Regions from separate parts of the Mus musculus genome. Here all the other regions are linked to region 3. Evidence: chromatin contacts called from public HiCAR-type and HiChIP or PLAC-seq data. All regions are on one chromosome and are shown on one strand. The core of a region is the stretch at or near the end of the contact, and the rest is flanking DNA. Distances in the headings are between cores, read along the strand shown.

The links. HiCAR-type assays count read pairs that join an accessible place to other places. HiChIP or PLAC-seq counts read pairs in DNA pulled down with a chosen protein or histone mark.
Region 1: a contact with region 3 is called in an H3K4me3 HiChIP or PLAC-seq map of bone marrow-derived macrophages, with 6 times the contacts expected there. The contact joins two enhancer-like sites. A contact is called at or near these places in 1 of 15 datasets of contacts at CTCF or cohesin (the NIH/3T3 cell line), 1 of 484 Hi-C or Micro-C datasets (embryonic stem cells), 6 of 115 datasets of contacts at active chromatin or transcription factors (bone marrow-derived macrophages, a colorectal cancer cell line, embryonic basal ganglia and 3 more) and 1 of 9 other capture datasets (embryonic stem cells).
Region 2: a HiCAR-type map of astrocytes shows a contact between it and region 3, with 9 times the contacts expected there. The contact joins two enhancer-like sites. A contact is called at or near these places in 1 of 484 Hi-C or Micro-C datasets (bone marrow-derived macrophages) and 2 of 115 datasets of contacts at active chromatin or transcription factors (astrocytes and pancreatic cancer cells).

The regions. Positions count from the first base shown.
Region 1 is chr3:65,880,755-65,884,874 of GRCm38.p6, reverse strand. No RefSeq gene overlaps it. Among named protein-coding and RNA genes, the nearest start is that of Gm35039, 45 kb to the left of the region's middle. Within about 2 kb of position 2,559, at least 4 of the 459 cell types and tissues checked have an H3K27ac peak or open chromatin away from gene starts, as enhancers often do. A contact at or near this core is called in bone marrow-derived macrophages, where this site is marked.
Region 2 is chr3:65,904,282-65,908,573 of GRCm38.p6, reverse strand. No RefSeq gene overlaps it. Among named protein-coding and RNA genes, the nearest start is that of Gm35039, 22 kb to the left of the region's middle. Within about 2 kb of position 2,598, at least 112 of the 459 cell types and tissues checked have an H3K27ac peak or open chromatin away from gene starts, as enhancers often do. A contact at or near this core is called in astrocytes, bone marrow-derived macrophages and pancreatic cancer cells, where this site is marked.
Region 3 is chr3:65,439,342-65,443,862 of GRCm38.p6, reverse strand. No RefSeq gene overlaps it. Among named protein-coding and RNA genes, the nearest start is that of Gm34576, 7.8 kb to the left of the region's middle. Within about 2 kb of position 2,047, at least 174 of the 459 cell types and tissues checked have an H3K27ac peak or open chromatin away from gene starts, as enhancers often do. A contact at or near this core is called in astrocytes, bone marrow-derived macrophages and pancreatic cancer cells, where this site is marked.

The DNA of each region.
Region 1 (4,120 bases), core at 1,310-3,809, 440 kb before region 3:
TGACAACAAGACACCCTCGGAGCTAATGGCGACACTTCAGTCCTCGTCCTTCTCTGCTGGTTCCTGCTTACACTTCATGTTTCTTAAAATACTTGCCTGGCTGGCAATGTGGTGACTCACCTGTACCATCGCTGCACCAAGCCAAGTGGGAGGCACTTCCTTTTGCAGAGGAGTCGGGAGCCAGCCCAGCACCTGAAGCCTTTCATTCACATACAGTTCCTGTCAAGGGCGGGTGTTCTCATTCTCTGCCAAGGCTGCAATTGCCCAAGAAAGCAAAGCCATATGGATGTGTCAAGCTGCGGTACTTGGACTACACAGAGTTCAGGGAAATTAGGCAGATTTGCCTAGGTATCTCCTTCTCATCTTCAGTCCTGTGTGAGGTACCTGGGCCAAGTGCTGAAATAGGAAATTGCGCATGGAGTCACCATTGCCTGTGGTGCTCTGGGGCATCTCAGAGCCAGTTTTGCTTCTGGAATCCCGTGAATTCTGATGTACTTAAATGACTTAAAATTCTGAACTTGTGTGAATTGGAACTCACCCAATCTGTAATGTTAAAGTAGTAAAAAGAAATATTTGTCAAGAATTTTGCTGTCGACTAAGATTGTGTGTACCTTATATCTGCTTGGGTTCTGCGGGCTACACACTGTGTTCTGTATGCCCGGGAGTCAGTTCAAATCCTTGGTTCACTGATTATTAGCTGGGTGACTTTAGTCAGGTTACTTTGTCTCCTGGAATGTTCATTTCCTTGACTTTTCGAAATAGTGTCCTCCAAATTACATAAATAAAACGAGAGCCCATGACTACGAAAGCACAGTACAGGGGTAGAAATGTCTTGGTGCTTTCTGCAATTCCAGATGACCTGAGTTTTGTTCCCAGCACCCATGTCAGGGAGCTAACAACCACATGCAACTTCTGCTTCAGACTATCAGACAATCTCTTCTGGCTTTTATAAGCAGACAGACAGACAGACAGACAGACAGACAGATAGACATGTTATATAAAAATAAATCTTCTGGAGAAAAAAGAAAGATCCAGGATAGAGCAAGGCCAATGTATACTTGTGCCTTTTCCTGTCTCTGTGGGACTCTCTCTCTCTCTCTCTCTCTCTCTCTCTCTCTCTCTCTCTCTCTCTCTCTTTCTTTTTTTTCCGGGGACAGGGATTATCTGTGTAGCCCTGGCTGTCCTGGAACTCACTCTGTAGACCAGGCTGGCCTCGAACTCAGAAATCCACCTGCCTCTGCCTCCCAAGTGCTGGGATTAAAGGCGTGCGCCACCACCACCCAGCAGGATCTTTCTCATAGTTTGGAATGAGCACTAGTTCTGGCTACCCAGTGTTAACATCAATACATTTGCATATGTTGGTTTGCATACCTTTAGAACATAGTAAATAATTATCCAAGAAATAGATGATCAGGACACATACCCTGAGACCAGTGGTGGTGAAAATCTCAAGGAGAGATTTGGATGTGTCTTAGTTAGGGTTACTATTGCTATGATGAGACACCATTATCAAAATCAACTTAGGAGGAAAGTGTTTGTTTCACTATGGTTTGGTATAACAATTCATCATCAAAAGCAGTGAGGACAGGAACTCCAACAAGGGAGAAACCTGGAGGTAGGAGCTGACGCAGGGGTCATGGAGAGGTGCTGTTTACTAACTTGCTCCTCATGGCTTACTCAGCCTGCTTTCTTATAGAAATCAGGACCACCAGCCCTTGGGATGGCCCCACCCACAATGGTCTAGACACACACCACCCATCACTACTTAAGAAAATGCCTTATAGGCTTGCCTACAGCCTATTTTTTTCTTAGTTGAGGTTTTCCTCTTCTCTGATGACTCTAGCTTGTGTCAAGTAGACATACATTAGCCAGCTCAGATGGTCTTCATAATGTTATAAAATCAAAGACTCTAACTTCCAGAGACCTGTGGGTAGTTTCCTTCTGGAAGATCCGTTGCGATTTTCTGTATTATAAAAAGTTGTTTCTAACTACAGGGTAGACCAGCTGGTAACACACTGGCAGCTATCCACTCATTTTGCTGCAAGGCTCCTTTCTAATGCCCTTCCTCAGAAGCATCCTGCTTCCTCAGATCTGGCTCAAGCTTCTGCCGACTTCTGGGTGTCCAGCACAGAGATCTGGCTGTGTTTCTCTTCAACTTTCAGTGCTTGCTGTTTTCCTTCCTGTTTTTCTACCTGTTTAGGTCTTTTGGTCTACAACATGATGCTGGAACAAGACAGGACTTGAGTCCAGTCACATCCTTCACCCCTCTACCCCACCCTCTGTTTTACCTTTTTGTTTTCTGAGATAGCATTTCTCTGTGTAGCTCTGGGTGTCCCGGAACTCACTCTGTAGACCAGGCTGGCCTTGAACTCAGAGAGATCTGACTGCCTTTGCATTTGCCTTCCGAGTGCTGAGTTCAAAGGTGTGAGTCACTATCACTGGCTGTATTTCATATCTTTCAAATGAATCTGTGTTAGTTGCTTTTCCAGTGTGGTGAAGAGACACTGGGACCAAGGAGAGTTACAGAAGAAAGCATTAATGGGAACTTACAGTTTCAGAGGGTGAGTCCATGCTCATCATGGTTGAGCGCATGACAGCAGGGAGGCACAGGGCTAGAGCAGTGTGACACCACCATCCTGACAAAGCAGAATGGGAATGGATATTTATCAATTACACATCTGATATAAGGTTAGTATCTAAAATATTTAAAGAAGAAAAAGGAGAAGGAGGAAGGAGGAGGGGGAGGAGGAAGGAGGAACGGGAGGAGGAAGGAGGAGGAAGAAGAGGAAGAAGGAGGAGAGAGAAGAAGGAGGGGGGAGGGGAGGGGTGGGGAGGGGAGGGGAAGGAGAAGAACCACTACCACCACCCTAGATATCAAGAAAACAAATAACCCAACTTAAAAATGGGGTACAGACTAAGCAAAGGCTTCTCAAAAGATAAAACACAAATGGATGAGAAACAAAGAAATGCCCAACACCCTTAGTCATCAGGGAAATGCAAATCAAAACTACTTCAAGATTTTTATCTTGGCCAGATTGGCCAAGATTAATAAAACAAATGACAGCTCATACTGGCAAGGGTGTGGGGTAAGACGAACACTCACTTGTTGCTGATGGAAGTGTAAACTTATGTGGCTGGGAATAAATATACTTCAAGATCCAACTATAGTACTCTGGGGCATATACCCAAAGAACTCTCCACTCTACTACAGACACTTGTTCATTCACGCTCATTACTGCTCTAGTCATAATAGCATGGAATTAGAAACAGCCTAGATCTGTATCAGTGGGTGAATGTGCAATTAAAAGGTGGTACCTTTATATAATGGAATGTTATTCAGCTGTTAAAAAAATACCAAATTATGTAATTTGTAAGTAAATGGATGGAGCTAGACAAAGATCATCCTGAGTGAGGTAACCCAGACCTCCAAAGACAAATATGATATGTTTAAGAGAATATCTTATGTATGGATGTTAGCATTTAAGCCTTCACTAGATATGCTACTATCAGTACAACCACAGAGATCATAGAGTATATTGTAGGTATATAGTAAACTAGGATGGGGTAGGATCTCCCAAGGAAGAGGAGATGGCATATACAGTTCAAGAGAGGTGGGGGATGGAGACTGAAAGACAATGCATATCTCATTGAACATGGTGAATCAGGTTGGTATCTAACTAGAGCCTTCGCCTGTACTGAATAGTATTCATGGTACTGGAAGGTACTGTGCATGATACCTGAAGAGAGTAAATGCCAATCCAGCTACAAACCCTGCAGTCTACAATGGTGATCTGTCTGCATAATACACTAGGGCACAAAAGTTGTGGGAGTCCCCAACCAGTCTATGATTGGACTTAAGGCCTAGTCCATGAGATGAGACCCATGCCTGACACTGTCAGAGTGGCCAAGAACCTGAGCCTTGATAGGCAATGGACCTAAGGGGAAACCAATTGTTCTGGTAAAGGAACACAGCAATAAAATGATTTCTAATGACTTCTGTTGTACTCATAGATCAGCATCTCACTTAGCCATCATCAGAGAAACTTCCAGGAGATGGGAACCAATACAGAGACCCTTAATTGGACAATGTGCAGAGACATTGGAAGACTTGGTCCTAAAT
Region 2 (4,292 bases), core at 1,349-3,848, 460 kb before region 3:
CAAATATCTCTAAACGATAGCTGGAAAGATGGCAACTTTATAGAGAACCAGGCCTTTTCCTGAGCTTAAAACAAACAAAACAAAACAAAACCCAAACCCAACAACAACAACAAAACATGAACTAGTCTGTGTGCTCGGTGCCTCTATGGGCTAGATGAAGGTGTTGGATCTAGAAGTAGAGCTAGATTCAGCCAATTGTGAGCTGTCTTGTGATTGCTGGGAATTGAACTCCAGTCCTCTGAAGAGCAGCTAAGGCTCATAATTGCTGAGCCATGTCTCAAGTGCCTGACTGCCTTCATATTCTTAATGGACCTGACCCATCCCAAATGTTTAAAGAGCTTCATTCCTGGCTTGTAGTTAAGCAGGAAGTCCGGAGAGTATTGGGCAGAGTGGCAATTGCAGATCTCCAAGGCAAATTGAGGTTTCTTAAGCAGTTAGTGACCCAGAGTTGGCAGTGTTGTGGTGACTCCAGCACTCCGAGGAACCGTAGAAATGTCCATCATCTAAACACCTGAAAAACCCAAGGCTCCATACTGCTAACATAGTTCCTAACCCTGGTTGCACACCAGAATTAGTTATAGAGATTGTGTCTTGCTTACTTTTGGTTTTGAGGCACAGTCTCATGTAGCCCAGGTTTGCCTCAAACTCCATTACATAGCCAAGGATGACTCTGAACTCTGGATCCTTCTGCTGTCATCTCCCAAGTGTTGATATTTACAATTGTACACTACCACAACCAGCCATTTACAAAGATCGGTAAGAATCTAGACTCAAGGCCTGTACCTTCAGATGTAAGGAGTCTGAGGCGCAACCCAGTTTCACTCTTACACGAGAGCTCTCAGGTGCTACTAATATGAGTGAGCACTGAGAAGCATGGATGTAGTAGAAAAAAGTGGGGCTTTAGAGCCTTTGCTATCTCACTGCTGCCATTTGTAAGCTATGGGATATCAAGTTTGTCAATGATCTCTCTGCTCCCTAGACCTCACTTCTTAAGCACAAAGAATTGCACAAGGGTTAACTATCGAGACATATATCTGTCAAGGTTCCTGGCACCAAAAGTTTGGTGTTCAAAACATACCATATTGATTAGTACCATGTACCTAAGGTTTCACAGTTATCTGAAGGGGAAACAAGAAACTCACCAGAACCATTCTGTGTACCTAGTAGGCACTGTATAGTGCTTACTGCATATCTCTCACGTTTCCATGGATCAATCTTGGCCTTAACCCAGACCCTGCATTTGAATCTACATTTGCTAGCTGGGCATGTGGACTTTCAGGAACATGTCACATTCAAGTTCTAGTGAGTGGTGAGAGAGTTCCGAGTTAGTGTTGCATGGACTAGACCAAAAAGCCTCATGGCTTTTATCCTAAGTACTGATTTACCTCCCAGGTTTAGGTCTCAGCTAAAAAGAACCTGTTTTTATTCTGATTAAACAACTATGATCGAACTCATGTTTTAAAAATAGAGACTTTGACAAGAGCATAATTTTCAGGAAGTGTTTTTAGAATTTTAAAAATTGTAGTAAGCTTGGGGATACAGCATTTAAAGCTTTTATTCCCCCCTTTCCTTTCCCTCCCCTCCCCTCCCCTCCCCTCTACTTTTCTCTTCTCTTCTCTTCTCTTCTCTTCTCTTCTCTTCTCTTCTCTTTTCTTTTTTTCTTTTTTTGCTACAAGGTTTCTCGACATAACCGGACTGTCTTGCAATTTACTGTGGATTGGTTCTGTGCACCACATGCCTGATTCCTGGTTTTTTGTTTGTTTCTGGTTTTACTTTTTTTAATTTGTTTTAATTGACTGTACTGTAAAGTCCCCTCCACAATATCCTAGTACTGTTTCACTCTCTACTGACTTTCACTTAAATATCTTTAGCACTATATTTTATGTGTATTTTGACAGAAGATGAGTGAAAACCAGATATCCTTTTAGAAATTGTGGGCCTGAGGTCTGGCTCTGTTGTGCAGTGTGTGTGAACCTTGGGTCTCCACTATTTTGTCTGGTAGTTTCTTCATGATTAGGACATGAGTTCTGCATGGAATTGGTTGAAACAGGTCTAGGCAACATGATGCTGACCATGAATTTTTTAGGAATTTATTAAGCGCCTGCCATTTGTTCAGCTTTCAGTAGGAAGTCTAGTGGGAGTTAGAGGGCTTGGGGTCTTTAGGAGGAAGGCTGGAGTTTTCCTAGAAGAGATAACGCCCACATCGAGGAACAACTAGGGACCAATTTCCACTCAAGAGCTTCGATAAGTCCATCCAGAGTGACTCAGGCAAAAAACAAATGGGAACGCTCAAGAGACAACAATCACCGAGAAATGGGAGGGAGTTGAAATCCGATTTCCTGCGCCTTAGTGTTCTATTTCTCTTTAGTCTTGGACACAACGTCTTGGATAGTAACAACCTGAAACAAAACTGCTTGAAGCTAGCTGGAGCCAGGCATTTTCCTAGCAGCACATTCCAGCCCTGGAACTGTCTGAATTCTAAATCTCCATTATCCCGTTCAGTTTCCAGCAGCCTTTTGCAAGCCCTGTGCCTTAGACTCTGTGTGCCTCAGACAGCCTGGACAAGGCCCAGATTGTGTGAAGAGTTCTCAGTGGGCACAGGGTACAAATGGTGGGAGGGGAACTGCTGGGGGGGAATGTTCCTGCCGAGCCATCCTCTGTAGATGGCCTCTAGGAGGTCAAATCCCGAGTCAGAACTAGCCTGAGTGTTGTTCATGCTTGGTGCTGGGGTGAGGGCGTTTGGGTGTGTGTGTGTGTGTGTGTGTGTGTGTGTGTGTGTGTGTGTGTGTGTTAGGGGGAAGCAGCTGATAATGCCAGTGGGCATTTTTGTCTGAGCCTCACCCCACAAGAACTTTAACTTCCTGTTTGTTACATTCTCTTCCAGCAGAAAGAAAGAAACTGCAGTAGACTATCTATCCCAATCTCAAATGTGAAATGAACAAACAATCAAATGCTGTCTGGATCATGAAGCTAGAAACAGAGGTTTGAGAGGCCCCAGTGAGAGTTTAATAAGTGCTGCCTGGAAGAGTGTTGATTTGGAAACTCTTGGCAGCATTGATGACTTCCTTAACAACGGAAGGAAAATGGACCAGGGTTTTTTTTTTTTTTTTTTTTTTCCAGAGTTTAGCAGCACAGCCAGGAGAAAGAGAATGTCTCCCTCATCCGCGCTGCTAATTTCCTGTTGGAGAAGGTCTCCCTCACCCCTGCCAACTGACTGTGTGTTCTTGGGCACAGCCTTTATCTCTGGGTCTCAGTCTTCCCATCTGTAGAATGAAGAAGTGTCAGCCCAGGAAAGTTGGAAGGTTCTTTCCTGCCTGATATCCTGAATCTGTGCAAGTCATTTTCAGCTCTGCTAAATTATGCATTGCTCCACTGAGAGGGAGGGAGAGGGAGAGGGGGAGGGGGAGGGGGAGGGGGAGGGGGAGGGGGAGGGGGAGGAGGGGAAGAGGGAGGGAGAGGGGGAGAGAGAGAGAGAGAGGGAGAGAGAGAGAGAGAGGGAGAGAGTGAGAGAGAAGGAGAGAGCGAGCTAACTTTGTGCAAGAGATGAATAACATGCACAGCTAGACTTTCTGATTAAGTGGGGCTCAGCACCTCGATGCACTGTGCTTAGCTGGGATGATGAGTCTCTGCCTGAGGGAAGACAGAGCTATTTTGAGGCAGGGCTGATTAGAGATAAGGTGTTGCATTTCTTTGCCAAATTCTGGCCATGACTCACCCAAAGCTCTTAGGCTTAAAGCTTAACCCTTGATGAATGGATGTAAGCTAACCTGCTCCTCACACTCCAGCTCTGTCTGTCCGTTAAGAGCACCTTTGACCTCTCCTTGTTTAGAGAGCACCTCCGAGGCGAAGCTCGTGTTTGTAATCTCTCTCCCTGACATCTTCTCTCCTTTGCTCTTTTCTGTTACTCGGTCTTCTGAGTTATATAAAAGGGATCAACTTCAAAATCCTCTTAAATAAATCCAGCCACCCTGTTAGGTAAGGGGATGGAAGTGTCACAAGATGCTTGGAAGGGGAAAATACTTCTGCATCTAAAAAGCCTGGAACATGAGCAAGCTATGCAACTGACCAAGAAAGAGACCACTAGGTTTATGTTACTTTGAAAGCCAACAAAATTAAATCAAGGGGCAGCTACGACGTTATAGAATGCTTCAGTGGGCTGTTCCCACTCTTTACAATCTTACTATGTTATCTTTAACCTGTTTGTTTATGTTTTGGCTTGACACCGAGGAAAACCCCTGTGGCAGTTTGACAGGACAGGGTTAGGACTGGGGCTTACACGGCTCCTGATTTTA
Region 3 (4,521 bases), core at 798-3,297:
ATCACTTTCCTCATGCTCATAAAATTAGATCACGTTTAGGCATTACTAATTATTAAGGCTTCAGCTTAAAACTCCAGCATGAAACATTCCTTATGTTCCTGAGGGACAATGCATTTCCAGAGGAGAGTCAGAGTTGGTGATGCCACTTTTTTTTTTTTAATGGTTACAAGGAAGAGACTAGAGAAACGAAAGTAAGTTTTACCTAAAGCATTTCAACATATTAGAACACTTAAAATATGGATATTGTGTTAGAGGCACCAGTTTGCATCCTTGGCTTTGTAGCGTATACCATTTAGAAGCAGAGGATAGAAGACATTACAGAAGAAGCTGAAGTCCCTTCTGCAATGTTGCTAAGGGAAGTTAAGAGTCCATGGCTGGTAATTAAAATTAATTCGACGTATTGTGCATAAATTGGATCCTAATGAGAGGAGCAGTTGCAGTAAAATAATTAAAGAATGAAAATATTTTCTCAGAACAACAACAACAAACTAAAAAAAAAAAAAAAAGAAAGAAAGAAAGAAAGAAACCCCTCAAAGCCAAAGCCAGGGAGGCTGTCCATTCTCGGCTCATGTGTTTCTCTTCAGCTGCAGCTGGATAAAAAGGAAGCAGTGTGGAGGGCAGAGAGATGGAAAATCAAAACAAAACCTTTCATGTGGTTGGCTCAATCTGGGCAGGGCAAACAGGACACCTGTGAGTAACAGAGAAGGAAATCTTTGCAGACAGTGAAAGATAAGTCACCCGGCCGGGCACGGCAGCAAAACCAGCCTGGAAGTAAATGACAAGTGCCAGGGACCGGTGGCGACTTAAAGTCAGAGTACCTGCGGTGAATCAGAATCATAAGAATTAGATTCGGGAGAGACAAACTGTTTCTCAGTCACTTATGTCTTTAAGAGGATTCTTTTTTAAGAATGTGTTCAAGTTTACAATGTATTCAATTTCCCAAAGCGTAGGAGGTTTAGGGAGACTTCTGGTGAAGTTCAAAGACTAAGGAACTTAACTTCCCAGTGAGAGTTTATTTTAAATGTATCCATATTGGGTTTTTAAACTGTTTTTGAATTCTAACTTTAAAAATGAATGTTTAAAACAATTCTAGTTTCTAGCTGAGTAGCAGTGGCCCCTTTGCATCCAACAGAGCCCAGGATGGGTGTGCCCACCCAACCCTGATATCACAAGCTCTGGGGATTCCCTGTGGGCTCCCACTCGCCTTGGTACCTCTTCTTGGTGTGGGTAGTTTGGGGGGTGGGGTGGGTGATAGAACATTTTTTTAAAAATCTGTTTTTGTAAGTTTCAAGACAGAGAATGGAATCAGGTGGGAATATTGTAGAGTCTTCTAGCCAGTTCTGAAGCACTGATCTCTAACTCCGCCCACCGCTAAGCTGGTGCCAGTCACTTCCCACATTGCTGTGGAATTATAAGTATGCAGATTAATTCCCTCCCCTATGAACTTCTCCAGGGCAGGGGCCAAGCCTAGTCATTACTGCGTTTCCAGTTCATCACAATGAGTAACACAAAGTTGGTGTCTAATAAATATTTATTGCATAAATAAAAGCTCAGAGGGCTGGGCTGTTCCTCACCTCTAAAATGAGAAATACTCTGTTATTTTATAAGACATAACTTGATTCTCCAGATAACATCTCTCTTTGCCATGTGCCTTATTCATTCTTTCGACCCTTTGGCTCAGGGGATCTTCGGCTCTAACCACTAGCAACCTGGACAGAAGACTGGCCTAGCAAACTGGACCACCACGGGTGCCTCTCTAAGCACTTGAAATGAGTCTCCCAGGGACTGAGCCAAGAGTCTACCAACTAAAGACCAGCTGCAGAGTTTGGGAAGTGGAGTGGACACAGCGGATTTGTCGCTTGCACATCTGAGGCATGTGAAGTCTTTAAATGAGGGTACACCCAGCTCCCACAAACCCAACGAGCCAAGCTGGGTGAGCCAGCTGCTTTCACTTTGCTGAGAGGAAACTGCTTCTCAGTGTTCCAGTGTAGTTACTTGGCCAGATTTTCCCCGGGATGGTAATGAGGACAGTGAATGTTGGCTGTTCACAAACCCTACTTATAAATGAGCGATTCTAAACTCTAGCCCCCAGGGCCAGACAGGCTGAGTGAAGCCTGCTGGGGAAGTCGGCAGGGATGGCTGTCCTCAGGGGCTAGAAACTGCAGCTCAAGCAGGAATCTGTGCCCAGTGTTGCCAGGCCTGATTTTTCAAGGGATGCCAGATACGCAGATTATATGGGCATTTCCCCGATTAAGCAAAACAAAACAGATCCAACTGAGCAGGCAGATGGAACCCTAAACTGCTAGGTATTTTTGAAATCTGCAGTTCAACCAGGTGAAGGAGCCTGTTACCCTGTGACTGGCAACAGAAGATTCCTAATCTTCTTTATTTATTTTGTTGGTTTTGTTTTTTGTTTGTTTGTTTTGGCTTTATGATTAACTAGAAACTTTGAAATTTTTACAAAAACAAGGACCATATAAAGGTGAAGTAGTTAGCGCACATGTGGAAGTGAACTAGTAGTATTTGCATTTTAATTGCATTTTAATTCCCTTATAGGCAGCTTGAATCTGTTATAAATGCTAACATCTGTATACATATGACTATGAGTTTATGTACAGAAACACGCATGAATGTTTATTTTTAAGTCACTGATCATTGGTATCTACTTTAAGAATATATTGTTGTGCCAGATTGGGTTTGAGTTTTGTATTTTTTTTTATTCATCAGAACCATGGGATAGAAATTCATCCTTTGCCCGGAGTTGCTTTGTTTTGAATGTGGGGAAATGAGAATACATTTCAGGCTTTGATCCCTGGACCAGATTATTTTCTGTCTCACAATGAGGTCACAGACAGGACATGGGAACAGAGCACATGCTGAGAACCTGCACTGGCCCACGCAAAGGCCATCTTTCAGGGCCTCTGGCGTGACTGCTTTGCTTTTATTAAAAAAAATAATAATAAAGTAATAATGGGAATGAAAGGCCAGATCATCCCACTTCGGCTCTGTCTTAGTGTATGGAGAGGCTGGAGGATTGTGATGAAAAGCCGAACTATTAGTCATTTTGATTTTATTAAAATGGAATTCTTTTTCTCAAAATTTCTGTGACTAGCAATAAATTTAATGTCTACCTGGAAGAGGGACTGGAAAATGGCTCAGTGGGCTCTGAGCACTTGCTACCCTTGGAGAGGACCAAGAGTTTGATTCCCAGCATCCAAGTTGGTGGCTTACAACTGCCTGTAACTCCAGCTCGAAGGGATCTGACACCCTCTTGTAGCCTCCAGGGACATAGACAGACAGACATGCAGACACACAGACATACATACAGAAAGAGAGAGAGAGAGAGAGAGAGAGAGACAGTCAGAAAGACAGAGATAATAAATAACCACTGGAAAAGTACCCTTCTAGAACTCAGAAGAGAACTCAAAAGCTAGTATCTAGTATTACTATCACCTTATACTACTAAGTTAATAGTATACTATTACTTTAAACTACATTTATGATTTAAACGCTGATACTACAACTGTGGCTTGGGCTCAGCAGTGTCAGCATTCCATACATGCTTCTTTGAAATACAGGGTCTCAAAGCCGCCCTAGATGTGCTGCATACTGAATTACAGTATCCCTGGTTCTTCACCCCACCTTGTCACTGTGGAGACAACACTGCTTTATAAGTCTATAACATATACTTTCTGCTTACTGCTTTTTATATTTTACAACATCTTTAAATAGTAAGACAAAACTTGAATGATTTTGTACTATGAATATAATATTTCCCCATATCTATGTTCCATCTGCATCCTTATTTACTTGATACATATTTTGAATCATCATTTTTTTTGTTGTTTTTTTGTTTGTTTGGTTGGTTGGTTGGTTTTTTTGGTTTTTTTGAGACAGGGTTTCTCTGTATAGCCCTGGCTGCCCTGGAACTCACTCTGTAGACCAGGCTGGCCTCGAACTCAGAAATCTGCCTGCCTCTGCCTCCCGAGTGCTGGGATTAAAGGCGTGAGCCACCACCGCCCGGCTTGAATCATCTTAATTGAAAAAAAAAAAAAAAGATGTTTAGTCTATTCCTACAAATAAGATATGAAGAGGTCCATAACTTCAGTTCCAGGAGGTTGGGACCCTCTTCTGACTGTCATGTGCATCAGGCACATATGCGGTACACATATATACATGCAGGCAAAACATTCATACGCATAAAAATAAAATGAACACAATTTTGAAAATAAAAACCTCAATATCACAGGTATTATAAACTTTGCCATACTCATTCCATTATAATATATTTAGGCATAAGTAAGAAATGTAAGTTTAAAATGTGCCTTATAAATCATTAAAGCCATCCTTTGAGGCCACTCTCCGGAGAAACTCAATCGTAGCATAAAGTTGGTGTTGAGTGATTTTGAAAAGTAAAGAATTGGACTGAGGGTGTAGCAATAGAACATGGCAAAGAAAGGGCCCTAGGTCCCAAACCCTGGCCCTCAAAATGAAGACTATTTATCAATCTGCATGAAGATG